Regions from separate parts of the Sus scrofa genome. Here all the other regions are linked to region 2. The links are chromatin contacts, called in public Hi-C and promoter capture Hi-C maps. All regions are on one chromosome and are shown on one strand. Each heading gives the region's core, a stretch centred on a gene start, on an enhancer-like site or on the middle of the called end of the contact. The rest is flanking DNA. Distances are from core to core; before and after follow the strand shown.

Region 1 (4,709 bases), core at 2,123-4,622, 190 kb before region 2:
GGCCGCGGGCTGCACCGGCAGCTGGATGCTGGGCGGCTGAGCCAGAGGCATCCCGGGGGCTCCTGCTGCCACTCCCGCAGGGGCAGGCTGGCCAGAGGGCACTGCTGTTTGAAGAAGCGGAGGCTGCACGTACTCGGAGGGAGGATTCGGAGTCACTGTCGTACCGTGGCTTGGGGCCATCTGTGTAGAAACGGGGGGCGGCTGCTGTCCATACTGGAGCTGGTGGGGTGGTGCGCCTGGAAGGGGAGCCTGCACTGCAGGGGCCGCCGGAGAATACGGCAGTTGGGGCTGGGCCAGGCTGGAAACGGAGGGCTGCTGACCCAAAGCTGGAGTTACGCCCACCACACCAACAGGTGTTGGCTGGACACCAGGCGCAGCGGGGAGAGCGGCCTGCACAGGTACTGGCTGGAGACCCTGCTTCTGCTGATAGCTCAGTTCTGGAGGCGGAGGCTGTAACTGCACTTGCGAGACCTGGGGTTGGGAAACACTAGGCGGTACGCTACCCGCTGGGAGGCTCTGGGCGCCCACGCTGCTGCCGAAGTCCATCGGCGGAAGGGCCACAGCTTGAAGGGCCGCTGGTGGTGGCGGCGGCGGCGGCTGCTGCAGCTGCACCACAGCTGGGGCCCCCATCTCGCCGCTCCCCACGCTGTCCGTGTAGTGACTCAGGGTGCTGACGCTGCTGCTCACTGAGCTCCCACTCGTGCTCTCCCTCTCGGAGGTCACCTCAGGCGGGTTTTGTTTTACAGTTTCCACCGCTTTGTTTATCACCACCCCTTCGGCAGGAGGGCCGGCGTTTTCCTTCTCGTAGAACTCGGTGCAAGTCCATCTGCCTTTTTTAAAAGGCTCCGAACTAGAGTCTAACTTTACCACTCGGAACCTCGACGTGTTCACTGCGGGTTGCTGCTGCTGACTCGAGCCCACCGTCACCCCCGCAGCGGCGCTGGCAGCGCTGTTCACCGCAGCGGAGGAAGAAAGAGTACCATTGCCCATGCCGCTCAGGAGATTCACGTTGACACCACCGCTCGCTATAGGCCCCACACTCACGCCAGCAGCACTGGGAATACCGCTGGCACTGACATTAGCGTTACCAAGCATGCTGCTGGTCACGCTGGGATTAAAACTACCCACGGCAGCAAGGTTAACGTTATTCATCGCACTAGTGCCAGGGACAGAATTGATACCTATACTGCCCGTCGTACTCGAAGCTCGGATACTAGGCATGACGGGGGCAGGCGAGCCACCCGATGATACAGCAGAAGTTGGAGCAGCGGGCATAACAGTGTCAGAGCTTCCAGTTGTCGAGAGTTTTCTGGATCCGGGACTTGAGGGTGGCCCTCCGGGAATGGATGTACTAGTCACACCGGCATGGGATGGATGGTGGTGCCCGTGGTGGAGGTGGTGCCCATGGTGAATGTGATGGTGGTGATGGAGGGGGTGTGGATGAGCATTCCCATTGATCACAACATTCTGTTGTGGAAGGGAAGGCAAATGAGGCTGAGGAAGGTGGGGCTGGTTGGGAGAGACGGCCCCAGGGGTCTCGGCTTCCTGGAAGTTATTGAGCGTCTCTTCCGAGGAGCTGCGTTCGGGCTCCCCTAAGTCAGTAGCCCTGGAAAGTGACACATCAAGGATCTCGGAAGAAGACAGATCTTCCGTGTGCGATTCATCCAGATCATCGTAGCTCTCGGTGTCCTCTGCGATGCTGTTGTTAGAGCTGATGCTGGCGGAGATCTGAGCCGGGGTCACGCTAGTTATCTGGAAGCCACTTTTCTTTTTCATCTGGGTTCCGCCTGGTGCAAGAGGCTGTGCCTGCAGCTGAGCCTGCGAAAGGAGGTTCAGGCTTTGTGGAGGCGGAGGCTGTGGTCCCGACAGAGAAGATGCTACAGGAGGTGGCGGCTGGAGCAGCGACGGAGGCGGAAAATCCTCGGAAGATGGGGCACTACTACCAACGCCGGTACCTGCTGCACTGAGAGCAGAGGCGCTGCCACCGCCACTGCCCCTTCGAGGGAACATTGCCGGGTGCGCCATCTTCCTAGCACTAATGTCTGCAGCGGCCGCGGCCGCGGCGGCGGTGGACTCGGGCGGCTGGTGCATTGTGTTGGGGACCGGGGGGCGGAGGAGGCGCGAGCAATTTCCTTCTGCACCGTAATCTTTGTGTTCAAGACGCCCGGGGAGGAAAACGGGACCTGATGCTCCACCCGGCGCGATTCCTCCTTCTCCTCCTACTCCTCCTCAGCCGAGGGCGCCGGCCGCTGCTGCCTTCGAGGGCGAGCTTCGGGAAGGGAGGATGAACGAGGGTGAACAGGGCGGCCGAGGACCCGAAGGGGGTACCCCTTCAGCCCTTCACCATTCACTTTCCCCTCTAGCCTCACACCCCCCTTTATATTCCGCTTCACGTGGGGTGCGGGGCGGGAGGGAGGGGGAGAGCAAGGGAGGGGGGAGGCTAGGGGAGGGGGCGGGAAAGCCGAGAAATGCCCACCTTCTCCGGACAACTCCGAAGCCACCTCCACCCCTCCTCCCGCCGCAGCGGCGGCGGCGGCCGCTGCAAAACCCTCCCGGTGGCTCTGCACGAAGGCAGCGCCGAGCGAGTGTCGCCTTCCCCTCGCCACCCCCAGCGCCGCCGCCGCCGGCGAGCCCCGAGCTCAGTGTCGCTCAAACCTCCCCTCCCAGCCCCGCCGGCCCCGCTCGGCCCTCCCCCCACGCCCCGCGGACCCTTTCAAACCCCCTGGGCTCGCGGCGGCTGCTGCTCCCTGAGGAAACGCTGGCCGCGGCTGGGGCCGGCGCGGCGAGGCTCGGAGCGGGGCGGCGGCGGGGCGCCCGGTACGGTGAGCCCAGCAACGAGGCGCGGGCGGGCGCGCAGAGACGCCGGGTCCTCGCGGAGCACGGCAGGGGCGCGGCGGCGGCGGTGGCAGCGGGAGCCCAGGGACCGCTCCATCACTGGCAGCCATGGAGCCCGAGCATTTTCCTCCCTCCGGGCAGGCGCCTCGGCTCGGCACACGTCCTGGGGGAGGAAGGGGCCGGCGCCCGAGCCTCCCCGAAGGGCGGCGGGACGTGCGCTAAGCGCCGACGGTGCGAGCCGCTTCTCGTCCTCTTCCTCCGCAGCCGGCTCGTCCTCACCCCGCTGCTCCCGCGGCCCAGGCAGGAGGGGGCCGCAGGCAGCGGCGACGACTCCTTTCTCGGCGGCGTTGGTGGCCAGACAGGCTGGTGCAGCGACTGCAGCCGACGCCGTTCAAAGGAACGAGAGGTGGGGTTGGTCGGTGTCGGCGAACAGGGCGGGTGAGTGGGTGGCTGCCGAGGGAGGGCGGCGGGCGGGGAGGGGGCTGCGGTGGTTGTTACTAGTGCTCTTCTCCGGCTCCACCGTATCCGCGAGTCTCTCGCGGCATCGGCAGAGGAGGGACCAGCGCCCGAGCGCAGAAGGAGGAGGGGCGACCGCCGGCGAGAGGAGGCGGTGGCGGTGGCGGGGGGAGGGGGCAGGCTGAGGAGAAGGAGGGAAGATGGCGTCTGCGCATGCGCCCCGAGGGCCGCAGCCATAAAGCCGGATCTGGCGGCGGGTCTTCGGGCCTCTCCGAGCTCCGGGTGTCTCGGCGGAAATTGCCGAAGGCTGGCGGAGGCGCCGAAGCCGCCGCCGGCGGCGGGGGTGGGGAGTTTCGGCCGGGGGAGCGAATCCGGGTCGGCCGGAGAGATTCTGCCTGATGGGGGTGGGGCCGGGTACGGGGCGCGCGCAGGTTAGGTGTGTCCGCTCCTTTTTCACACGCGGCCGGCGCGCGCGCGCGGGCACGCGGCAGGAGAGGGGGCGCGGTGGGGAGGGGCTGGCGGAGGCCGCTGGAGCCCCGGGTCTCGGGTGTACGCGCCCTGGGTGGTGTCCCCCCGCCTGCGGAATGGGTAATGAGGCTTTTCTCCGCAGCAACAGCATCACGAGTTTCAGTTCCCAGGAGTCCGCCGCCGCCACGACATGAGTCAGGCTTTCTTCTTCGGCGCGTGGCGAAGCCCTCCTCCCCTTCGCCACACCTGGGCTCGCCCCCGGCCCTCGCCGCCCTCGCCCCCTCGGAGGATGCCCCAGCCTGGTGCTGCGGGGTCGCGGAAGGCCGGTGGCTCCTCAGGATAGGCGCTCCCTTTTGTGCGGTGCAGTTGCTGCTGCCGTGCGGTCCCCTCGTCCTTCGACGGGCAGGGACGAGCCAGCCGGGCAGATGTTGCAGCTGTTTGCAGTTAAATGCCTAGGCTCTTCTCTAGAGAGGGGAGCGTTTGCAAGCCATTGTTTCCTGGAGGGATGCAGCAGCCCAGCCTAGTAAATAACCGATCTCAACAGGTGGAGCTTACCTCCAACCGGGATATCTTCTAGTTTAATTGTCCAGGCTGTAGCCCCTGCAGGTTTGACCTAAAAGACAAAGTGGCCTAGTCTTTGTGGCAATACAAGTGCTGTGATAAATGAATACTACCTTTTAGAGGTAGAAAAGAAAGAAAACCATCTGCGATTCAAGTTTAAAAACATAAACAAAATAAAAACAAAATCCTGCATGGGTCCGAGCATAGTTCTACAGAAGCAATGTTAGCTTTGATTGGAGGCAATTTACTGGAAGTTGCTTCCCTGGCATTACATGTCAAAACATTCTAGTTCTAAGCAGTTTTTACTACTGAGAGCCGTACATCTCGCCCAGGAATTAAAACACAGCAAAGTAATGTGGAAAACCTTAGAGAGAAAGGTTTTTTTTTTC
Region 2 (4,977 bases), core at 2,178-4,677:
GATTTTCCACATAGTCAGTGTTTTTCCAAGTTGTTCAGCTTTACAATGTGGGGGAGTTAAAGTTCATATTTGCTTTCCCTCTCCTGTATTAATATGAAGTGTTAATGTTCTGATTATTTAGGAAATTATTATTATTATTTTTTTTTGGCCACTTTTTGCCTTTTCTAGGGCTGCTTCCCACGGCATATGGAGGTTCCCAGGCTAGGGGTCGAATTGGAGCCACCCACCTACGCCAGAGCCATAGCAACTAGGGATCCGAGCCGAATCTGCGACCTACACCACAGCTCACAGCAACTCCAGAGCCTTAACCCACTGAGCAAGGCCAGGGATCGAACCCAAAACCTCATGGTTCCTAGTCGGATTCGTTAACCACTGTGCCACAGCAGAAACTCCCTATTATTATTATTATTAGTCTCTCTAGGGCTGCACCAGAGGCACATGGAGGTTCCCAGGCTGGGGGTCAAATCAGAGCTGTAGCTGGTGGCCTACACCACAGCCACAGCAACGTCAGATCCAGGCTACTTCTGCACCCTGCACCACAGCTCATGGCAACGCTGGATCCTTAACCCATTGAGTGGGGCCAGGGATCGAACATGCGTCCTCATGGATACTAGTCAGATTCGTTTCCACTGAGCCACAATGGGAACTCCATATTTAGGAATTTTTTTGTATGCAGCATATCTCTGAGGGAACATACATACAAATCTATGTGACTCTATATACCCACATGGGCGCGCTTAAAACAATCTCTATGCAGACCCTCTCAGAGTTCATGACCGTATGCAAAAATGGAAGCATATTGAGAACATATGCCTAGTTCAAATACTCCAAATAACAATCATCACTTTCTAGAAATGATAATATGGTGAATAAAAAAATTTTAATAACTCAAAATTTCAAACAAAAATTGTTACAACTATGTTAATGCAGCTATGCCTTAACCACTGACCAAAAGCGAGATACCATAGAATTTTTAAAATTCATCTTCTCTGCACCCAGTAGTTTAAGAGGGAGTGGTATCAGGCCAGGATACCATGAAAGATTCAATGTGGGGGAGTTCCCATTGTGGCTCAGTGGGTGAAGAACCAGACTAGTATCCATGAGGATGTGGGTTCAATTCCTGGTCCTGCTCAGGAGATTAAGGATCCAGGGTGGCGTTGATTACAGATGTGTTCTTGGAACAGATCTATCGCTCCTGCACCTATGGTGTAGGCAGGCAGCTGCAGCTCTGCTTCGACCCCTAGCCTGGGAATTTCCATACGCCCCATAGGCTCTAAAAAAAGACAAAAAAATAAAATAAAAATAAAAAGGGTAGGGAGGGGATACAATCTAAAGGCCAATACTAGGGAATCAGAGGCATAAAATCCAGAACCAATGCTTCATGAGTAAAATGAGGGGTTCCATTAAATGGCTGCAAAGGGCATTTGCAGTTCAGTGTATGACTCTAGACTGATTATAAAGATGATTAATAAAAATTATGGAAAAACGTTTTGTAAAATACGAGGCAGTAAAAATGACAAATATAATGCAAGCAACCACCTCCCCACAAAGTTAAGCTCTTCCTTTTATTAAGTACGTGTCTGTAGAAGTATCTACCATGCTCTGGGGCTCTTAAGTATCATTTGCATCCAAAAGAAACTTTTGTCAAATTTTGTGAGGCCACAAATCTATTTTATGGAAATGAACAGTACATAGGATGAGTTTATTTAACAACCTTCACGTGAATGGAACTCACTTGCCATATGAAAGAAAGTTTTAAAACAACAAACAAAAAACATAGCTCCTAAGTGGCAGCCTTGTCCATCAACTACCCTTCCTCTCCTTGCTCATTTTATTTTAGTTTGGGGATTTTTGTTGTTGTTGTTTTGGCCTTGCCCATCCACGTGCAGAAGTTCCTGGGCCAGGGATAGAACCAGTGCCAGAGCAATGACAACATCAGATTTTTAACAGGTAGGCCACCAGGGAACTCCTCTTTCCTCATTTTAGTCCCGGGAGCCCTGAGGACTGCATAATTTTTTGTGGTTAAATCATAAATAGTCCTGTTATTAAACTCTGCTAAGAATGTCATCAGTTTCCTACTGGGCTCCTGGCTGATAGAGGCATAATAATATTATCTAATAACAAAATAAAGATCGAATTTAAAAAGGTATGTAAAACATTTAGCCTAGTTCATAGCATGTGCTCAATAAGTAGTATTATTGTGATTAGGCTTTTAATTTTCCTATCAATCCTGTCCCACTCAATTCAATAAATGCAGAGTACCTGCTGATGATCAGTTTCTGCTCCAAGCTCTGTATTAGGAATTCTGAATAAGCATCTATTTAGCTTAGCATTTTTCTCATGAAGGATGACATTTTTCTGTCCCTTAAAATCCCGAAGGACTTTAAAAAGAGAGGAAATTTCAAAGTCCTTTGGATGCCAAGTCTTTTTCACAGTCATTCCTCAGTGTTAATGGCAGTCTGGGAACAAACTGGGGGAGTTTCAAACAGTTCAACACCAATGGGAAAGAGTGCGGCTTCTAAATGCCTGGAGGTTTTCCCTAATGGCAAATGTTTGGAGAGGTAAGAGAGATAAACTATGCCAGCAAAAGATGCACTTATTTGGGAAACAGTTGGAAACTGGTCACACATCAGTACTAAGATTTCTAATTCTAGAGATCTTATTGAGCATATCATGAATTCTTGACGTTTTTAAAACAGAATGTGTCAAATAAATATGTTAGGGCGTGAGAAGAAAGTGGTTTTTTTGCCATTGCCTCGCTCTTCAATATTTGTAATAACCTAATTTTCTTTTCTTCCTCCCTGCCCCCTGCCCCCCCCAATAACTGGTTTAGTGAAACCCAATAGATTGTACACTGACCTCCTTTGCCCTCAATAATACTTCTTTTCAGAAAAACCTTGCTGTCGTTCTCGAAGGAACGGATGGCTTTCGGCAGTTTAAAAGCCCTGCAATGTCCTACAATGTGTCTTTTCTTTTTTCTTTCAAAGAAGAGCACTTTTTGGTCGTTTGGCTCCTATTCATAGTACAAAGAGAAATTACGCAGAAAAATCAGCTGAAACATTTATCTTAGCACAGGATGGCTGGCTCAAGGCTCCTGAGATGTAAGCAACATTTCAAAAGCTAATCTGGCACGGTCCAAGTCCAAGTTAACTTCCTCCTCTCCGGCTCCAGGACCGGACTGGGTTTGTGTGGGCTGTGTGCCCATGCCGGATCCAGGGAACAGCCTGAGTCTTCAGCCTCAGTCTCTCCTGGCTGCCCTAAAATGAGGTTATACCGTTTACCGAAAAGACTAATCTTTCCCTAGTTAAGAGGAACTTGAGTTGGGTTGCTGTTGGTTACTTTTCAAAAAGGAAGTACTGGCGTTCCCACACCGGGAGTCGAACCCGGGCCGCCTGGGTGAAAACCAGGAATCCTAACCGCTAGACCATGTGGGAGACGACGAACACGCCTGCCAATCTAGACAGATTGAGTCTTCCGCCTGATTGCCTCTTGCCCCGCCCAGCCCTCTGTGTCAGACCCGCTTCTGCGCATGCGGGAACGCCTCGGGTCCGCGTTATCCTGTGGAGCCTTGAGGTGAAGAGTCGAATCTCTTTTTCTCCTCACGTTGGCGTCTTTTCAGGTCTCTTCCAGGCTCCTCATTCTAGACACCGCGTATACACCGGTGTAGACTGTAGGCTGATGAGTCATTATTCACAATTCCTCACAAGAAATCCGGCAGAGCACCGAAGGACGGGGGTTTGGAATGTAGACTCATTAATAAGAAACAAGTGCCGTGTGGAGCCGTGAAAAGAGACCGCAGTGGGCTGGGCGCCCGGTCTCTGGCGGCCGCTGACCAGCCTCCCGGCCGCGGCTCCGAGGGCAGCAGGCTCGCCTCTGTGCCCTCGGGCAGACCCGCGCGCCCGGCCACGCGCCGGCTGTGCGCCCCCGACCACTGGGCCTCAAAGCCTGGGTGTCCTCAGCGCCCGGGCGTCTGTCTCTCTTCGCCGCGCTATGCCGGCCCCATCCCGTCCCCAGAGAGTGTCTCTTTGCCCTCAAGAAACCGGAGCGAGGGCTGCCTGGAAGCCTGGAACTTTCCAGGTTCTGTTGACTCAACGGCAAAAGGCGGGCTTTGTGTCCCTGAAAGTAGACGAAGGTGGTTTGTGAAGGTAGATTTAAGAACTGGAGCATGTCCCTCCCTGCCAGCAGGCATGACTGATGGAAGGTTCCCCGCGGTTCCCCAGCCCGGCCGCGGCCGGAAGCAGCATCCCTCCGGCGCAGCTTCTGCCTTAGAGGCGGCTGCGGGGATTAGGAAGCGCAAAGAACCAGTTGTTGGGCCAGCCCGCGTGGGAGAGCTCTGGTCCCGGTGTCCTCGTGGTGGCTTAAACCACACAGAAGTTGTTTTCACTTGAGCTGGACCCTTTGGAGCCTGGTTAAAAGCTGGTTCTGGTTCTCCTTTACTCCCCCCTCTGGCCCCACCTGCCCAAGGGTCTTCGAAAGTTCTCGATCTGCCCCTGACTGAGGTTCTCTTAAGGCCTCCGTGTGACATTCGGCAACAGGAGAGCAGGGGTGGAAAAAGCCCTGAAATAGAAACGACTTCGACATGTATTCACACAAATCAAGCTCCCCTAAGGGAGAGGCCAACACCATTGAAACTTCGCGAAGCTCTGGAGGAAGACCACAACTTGCTGGCTGCAAACCTACTGTGTGTATGAGACACGTTCACATTCGTTTGCTCATTTAATCTTCATAGTATGAGGTAGGTCTTACTCGAGTTTGGGCGGGTACTTCCTGTACTATCTTTGCATTTTTGAACAGTTTCACTTGTTTGTTTTTTAATCAGTGAGCCAGCTGCCTTTCTCTGGAGGACATCCTACGACTGCGGTTCTCGGTCTGGGGGCCGAGATTTCACCTATACCTTTCAGTTCTGTATTTCCACTTGGTAATTCTTTTTAAAATGTATCTTACCAGTTTTAAAGACAAAAGTTCCCGGTGTAACCC
Region 3 (4,435 bases), core at 1,932-4,431, 180 kb after region 2:
TAAATCCAGTGATAGCATTTGATGTTGGTGTCTCATTGTCTGGCTAACTTCACTTAGCATGGTAATTTCTAGGTCCATCCTTGTTGCTAAAAATGCTGGTATTTTGTTCCATTTAATGGCTGAGTAATGTTCCATTGTGTATAAGTACCACAGCTTCTCTAGGCACTCCTCTGTCGATGGACATTTAGGTTGTTTCCATGTCTTGGCTGTTGTAAATAGTGCTGCAATGAACATTGGAGCAGATGGGTCTTTTTGAGTCATGGTTTTCTCTGGATAGATGCCCAGGAGTGGGATTGCTGGGTCAAATGGTAATTCTATTTTTCGTTTTCTGAGGAATCTCCATACTGTTTTCCACAGTGGTTGCACCAATTTACATTCCCGCCAACCGTGTGTTAGGGTTTCTTTTTCTCCACACCCTCTCCAGCACTTATGGTTTGTAGACTTTTTGATGATGGCCACTCTGGCCGGTGTAAGGTGGTACGTCATCGTGGTTTTGATTTGCATTTCTCTAATGATGAGTGATGTTGAGCATCTTTTCGTGTGGTTTTTGGCCATCTGTATGTCTTCTTTGGAGAATTGTCTGTTTAGATCTTCTGCCCATTTTTTGATGGAGTTGTTCGGTTTTTTTGATATTGAGCTGCAGAAGGTATTTATAAATTTTGGAGATGAATCCCTTGTCAGTTGCATCATTTGCAAAGATTTTCTCCCATTCTGTGGGGTGTCTTTTCGTTTTGTTTAGGGTTTTCTTTGCTGTGCAGAAACTTTGAAGTTTAACCAAGTTCCATTTGTTTATTTTTGTTTTTACCGTCATTACTCTAAGAGGTGGATCTGAGAAGATGTTGCTGTCATTTACGTTGGACAGTGTTTTGCCTGTGTTTTCCTCTAAGACTTTTTTAGTATCTGGTCTTATATCTAGGTCTTTAATTCATTTTGAGTTTATTTTTGTGTATGGTATTAGGAGGTGTTCTAATTTCATTCTTTTCCATGTGACTGTCCAGTTTTCCCAGCACCACATTGAATGGGCTGTTGTTTCTCCGTTGTATATTCTTGCCTCCTTTGTCATAGATGAGTTGACTGTAGGTGTGTGGGTTTAATTCTGGACTTTCTATCCTGTTCCACTGATCTATATGTCTGTCTTTGTGCCAGGACCATATGGTTTTGATGACTGTCGCTTTGTTTAATTAATTAATTAATTAATTAAAATAAATAAATAAAACAGATGCTAATGACTCTATTTCCAGGATAAAGAGACCACTGATGGCATGTTTGGGTAGTAATGATACCTACAGTATCTGCACTGGATCTGCCTAAGTGACCACGAGCAGAAATCCAGGGAACTGTGTGAGGATGGATATTAAGGGTTTGGGATCATGGCAGAAGGAACATAAAGCTGGATCAGGCCCAAATTATCTATATCAGGCTACAGTAGGCCCTTGGGAGGGTGAAGGATCTGGCTGCAATATCTGTTATTCTGGTGTCCGGAGTAAACCTGTGAGTCTGCTTCATGGAGCCCTCTTTTTCTCTCACAGCTTGTAAGCATCCTCTTCAAGCTGGCAGGAGATTGGAAAAGGACAGATAGGAGAAGTGTGTTCTTTGTTCTATAGTGTATGAGGATGGGGTGCTCAATCAATTGCTCTTTTTTTCTTCTTCCTTATATAATCATTTTGATATCCTCACTTTTTCTTTTCTTCTCTAGGTGTTCCTTCTTCTTTAGTCATTTATTCTCTCTTAACCCCTGTAAACACACAAACACACACACACACCTTTTAAGGATTCCCATAAACTATAGGTCAATGCCTATGTTTTACTTTAAAGCTCATTACTAGGGTGATCTAGGCTATGTTAATCCTCTTCTCTCATGGTCTCCTATTTCAGTTTATTCCTTCTATTTGATCAAAGCTTAAGGCAGTCTCGTTATCCACTTGTCCTTTATATGTTTTGAGGCTGTTTCCCAAGCTGTGACATAAGAATGCAATCTTCCCTTTCAATACATGCCTGATCTCCCTTTTTTTCCTATTGGTTTTCCCAGCTAATCTCAAAGACTTGACAGCTTTTCCCAGCCCTATGCTGCACAGACACAGAACTTTTTAAATTATGTGTATAACTCTGATGAGGGATTCAGCACATTTTTTTTGGGCCATTCTTACAATATCTTACTGTTTGTTTCTTCCAGCAAATGTTCATTCAGCAGCCAAAGCCTATTGAAATCTGACAAGGTGTCAGCACTGTGTTAGATGCTGTTAATAAAAAATGAATAAAACACTTTATCTGCCTAGGATGAGCTCAGAGTCTAGAAAGCAAAGGCAGCATGTAAACATGTATATAATAGTGCATTGTGGTAAGTATCACACCCTTCTTTCTGATGTGAAGGAAAATGAACTTCCTCTGGGGGAGTTGATAAAAGCTCTCAGAGGCAGTGAGATTTCCATTAGTCTTGACACCTAAGTAGGAGTCTGCCAATCAGAATTCAAGGGTGAGAATAAGGGTAAAGGAAGAAGAGGGCATCTGAGTAAAGGGAATCCAGTGTATAGAGGCCCTGAAATAATTGAGGAGCATGCTGATGTGTCTGGAGAGGTCTGATGGGTTAAGTGTGGTTGGATGTCTGGTGAATTGAGTGGCAGGGATGAAACTGACAGGGCCTGTGTGGAGAGGATTGAATTTTGTTCTAGAGGCAAGACTCTTTAAGCAGGGGAGTGTAACAATCAGATTTGTCTGTTACATGTCCCTTGTCATTGATCTAATCACAGGGCTTTGGGTTTTGGAGTCTGAAGGGGTTGTGCTCTGCTTGTTTAAATGGAGGTGCGCAGGGTAGCCTTTCAATTGAGACCGCTGTGCTAATTCACTTTATTACTACCCTGGCCTCCAAATGCTGTCTCTCTCACCATGGCCAGGGTTGGACATATACTGACAGCCTTTGTCTCTCTGAACTCCATTTTTCTGTTTTGACACCTTCCATTTTCAGTTACACTGACGTGATCTTTACTGATCTGTATTGTTGACGTTTCCGCCCATCCTTTCCTGTGTTTTAAACACTCTGGCACAGCCAACAGCAGCAGCAGCAGCAGCAGTAGCCACGCCCACTCAAGCAGGCGCCCTCTCAGGAAATTTGTCCGCAGCAGCGCGCCGTAGTGACGGTAGCGGCGCGCATGCGCAATTCTCGACTCCTGGCGGCGTGTTCCTCTTTTCCTGGGGCTCCCGGCATCCCGGTCGGTCGGTGGACGCCGACTCTGCACCGCTTCCCATTCGCGGCCTTCCCTGTGCTCCGGTCGTTCGCCCCGCAGTTCACCCAGCTCCCGGGGCCGCTGCTCAGGTTTGTACGCCTCCGCTGGCGACAGACCCATGGCTGAGCGCGGGGAACTCGACCTCACGGGCGCCAAACAGAACACTGGAGTGTGGCTGGTCAAGGTAAGGTTTGCGCGGCTCCTGCTTGTGCTCCTCCTTAAAGTAGTTGAAGTGACTTGAGACTGTCCCACGCCGTGTACCTTTTAAACTTCTTTACGGTCGTCTCGTTAGATCTTCGCTTATTGAGAGGCAGGATTCCTTGTTACGCTCGTTTGCAGACAAGGAAATTAGTTGAGGGACGCCCGATACCTTTTAGCCAATTAGGAGTCTGAACCTGCTTGTGATGGATCTCCTTTCCCCATAACCTGTTTTTTTCGGGACCCTATCTTGATGTTCCCTCAATGTGACCGATGTATTTTTTACCCTATACTGAAGAATTTCTGCGTCTTTTCTTGGTGAAACTGATTTTAGTTATCAGTCTGTGTAAGGAAGTTGGGTGTCTGCTTCTTGTACAGTTTTTTTTTGCAGCCATTGGGTAGAACTGACCCCTGCGTACCCCTAAAGTGTTCTTTTAGGTTGATGGCTGTTGTGGAGTTCTCAGGAGAGCTGAGAGAGCTCTGAATTCAAGGAAGAAGAGGCCATGGACTGGAGAGTTCTTTTAGAGTACAACTGGATCTCCTAAAAACTAATTGTCAATTATTTTTTTTTGTAAAGAGAGCACTTAGCCCTTAGCAAAGTATTTGTACTTTACTTTTGCATATTGGAGAGTGTTGTCTCTTAGGAGGGTTTCATAAGGCATGTGTGTTCAAAGTGTGATGATGACAGTCTTTGAAACTGAAATGAGATGTAGGGAAATCTTTGGTTTGTTAAATGTATTCATTTATTTTACTTTTTACTTATTTTCATTTTTGGCCACCCCGCGGCGTATGGAGTTCCAGGAATCAGATCCGAATTGCAGTTGCAACCTGAACCGCAGCTGAAGCAATGCTGGCTCCCTAACCCACTGTGCTGGGCCTGGGATCGAACCTGCTTCCCAGCACTCCCAGGATGCCACCGATCCTGTTCTGCCACAGAAGGAACTCCTAAATTTTTTTAGACTTTGATCACATGACTGAGTTCTCATCAGTTAAATGTGAGCGGCCCTTCCTGTTTA

The links. Promoter capture Hi-C pulls out the DNA fragments that hold promoters and counts their contacts. Hi-C and Micro-C count contacts between places; a contact is called where the count stands out from the background.
Region 1: a promoter capture Hi-C map of liver shows a contact between it and region 2, with 6 times the contacts expected there. The contact joins the promoter of TSC22D1 here to the promoter of LOC102159419 in region 2. A contact is called at or near these places in 2 of 5 promoter capture datasets (fetal skeletal muscle and liver), 4 of 47 Hi-C or Micro-C datasets (embryonic fibroblasts, heart right ventricle, liver and 1 more) and 2 of 2 datasets of contacts at active chromatin or transcription factors (alveolar macrophages and skeletal muscle).
Region 3: a contact with region 2 is called in a Hi-C map of skeletal muscle, with 5 times the contacts expected there. The contact joins the promoter of GTF2F2 here to the promoter of LOC102159419 in region 2. A contact is called at or near these places in 2 of 47 Hi-C or Micro-C datasets (heart right ventricle and skeletal muscle).

What each region holds. Positions count from the first base shown.
Region 1 is chr11:22,517,455-22,522,163 of Sscrofa11.1, reverse strand. TSC22D1 (TSC22 domain family protein 1) reads right to left here and starts at 3,372. Exons shown (of 3, transcript XM_021065612.1): 1 at 1-3,372. The coding sequence starts at 2,091. It overlaps LOC100523690 (atherin-like), which reads left to right and starts at 2,285. Exons shown (of 4, transcript XM_021065395.1): 1 at 2,285-3,241. The coding sequence starts at 2,285.
Region 2 is chr11:22,323,296-22,328,272 of Sscrofa11.1, reverse strand. LOC102159419 reads left to right here and starts at 3,427. Exons shown (of 3, transcript XM_021065393.1): 1 at 3,427-3,573; 2 at 3,675-4,735. The coding sequence starts at 3,427. The coding sequence ends at 4,388. It overlaps TRNAE-UUC (a tRNA gene), which reads right to left and starts at 3,434; the gene lies at 3,363-3,434.
Region 3 is chr11:22,143,667-22,148,101 of Sscrofa11.1, reverse strand. It overlaps GTF2F2 (general transcription factor IIF subunit 2), which reads left to right and starts at 3,181. Exons shown (of 8, transcript NM_001243628.1): 1 at 3,181-3,405. The coding sequence starts at 3,340.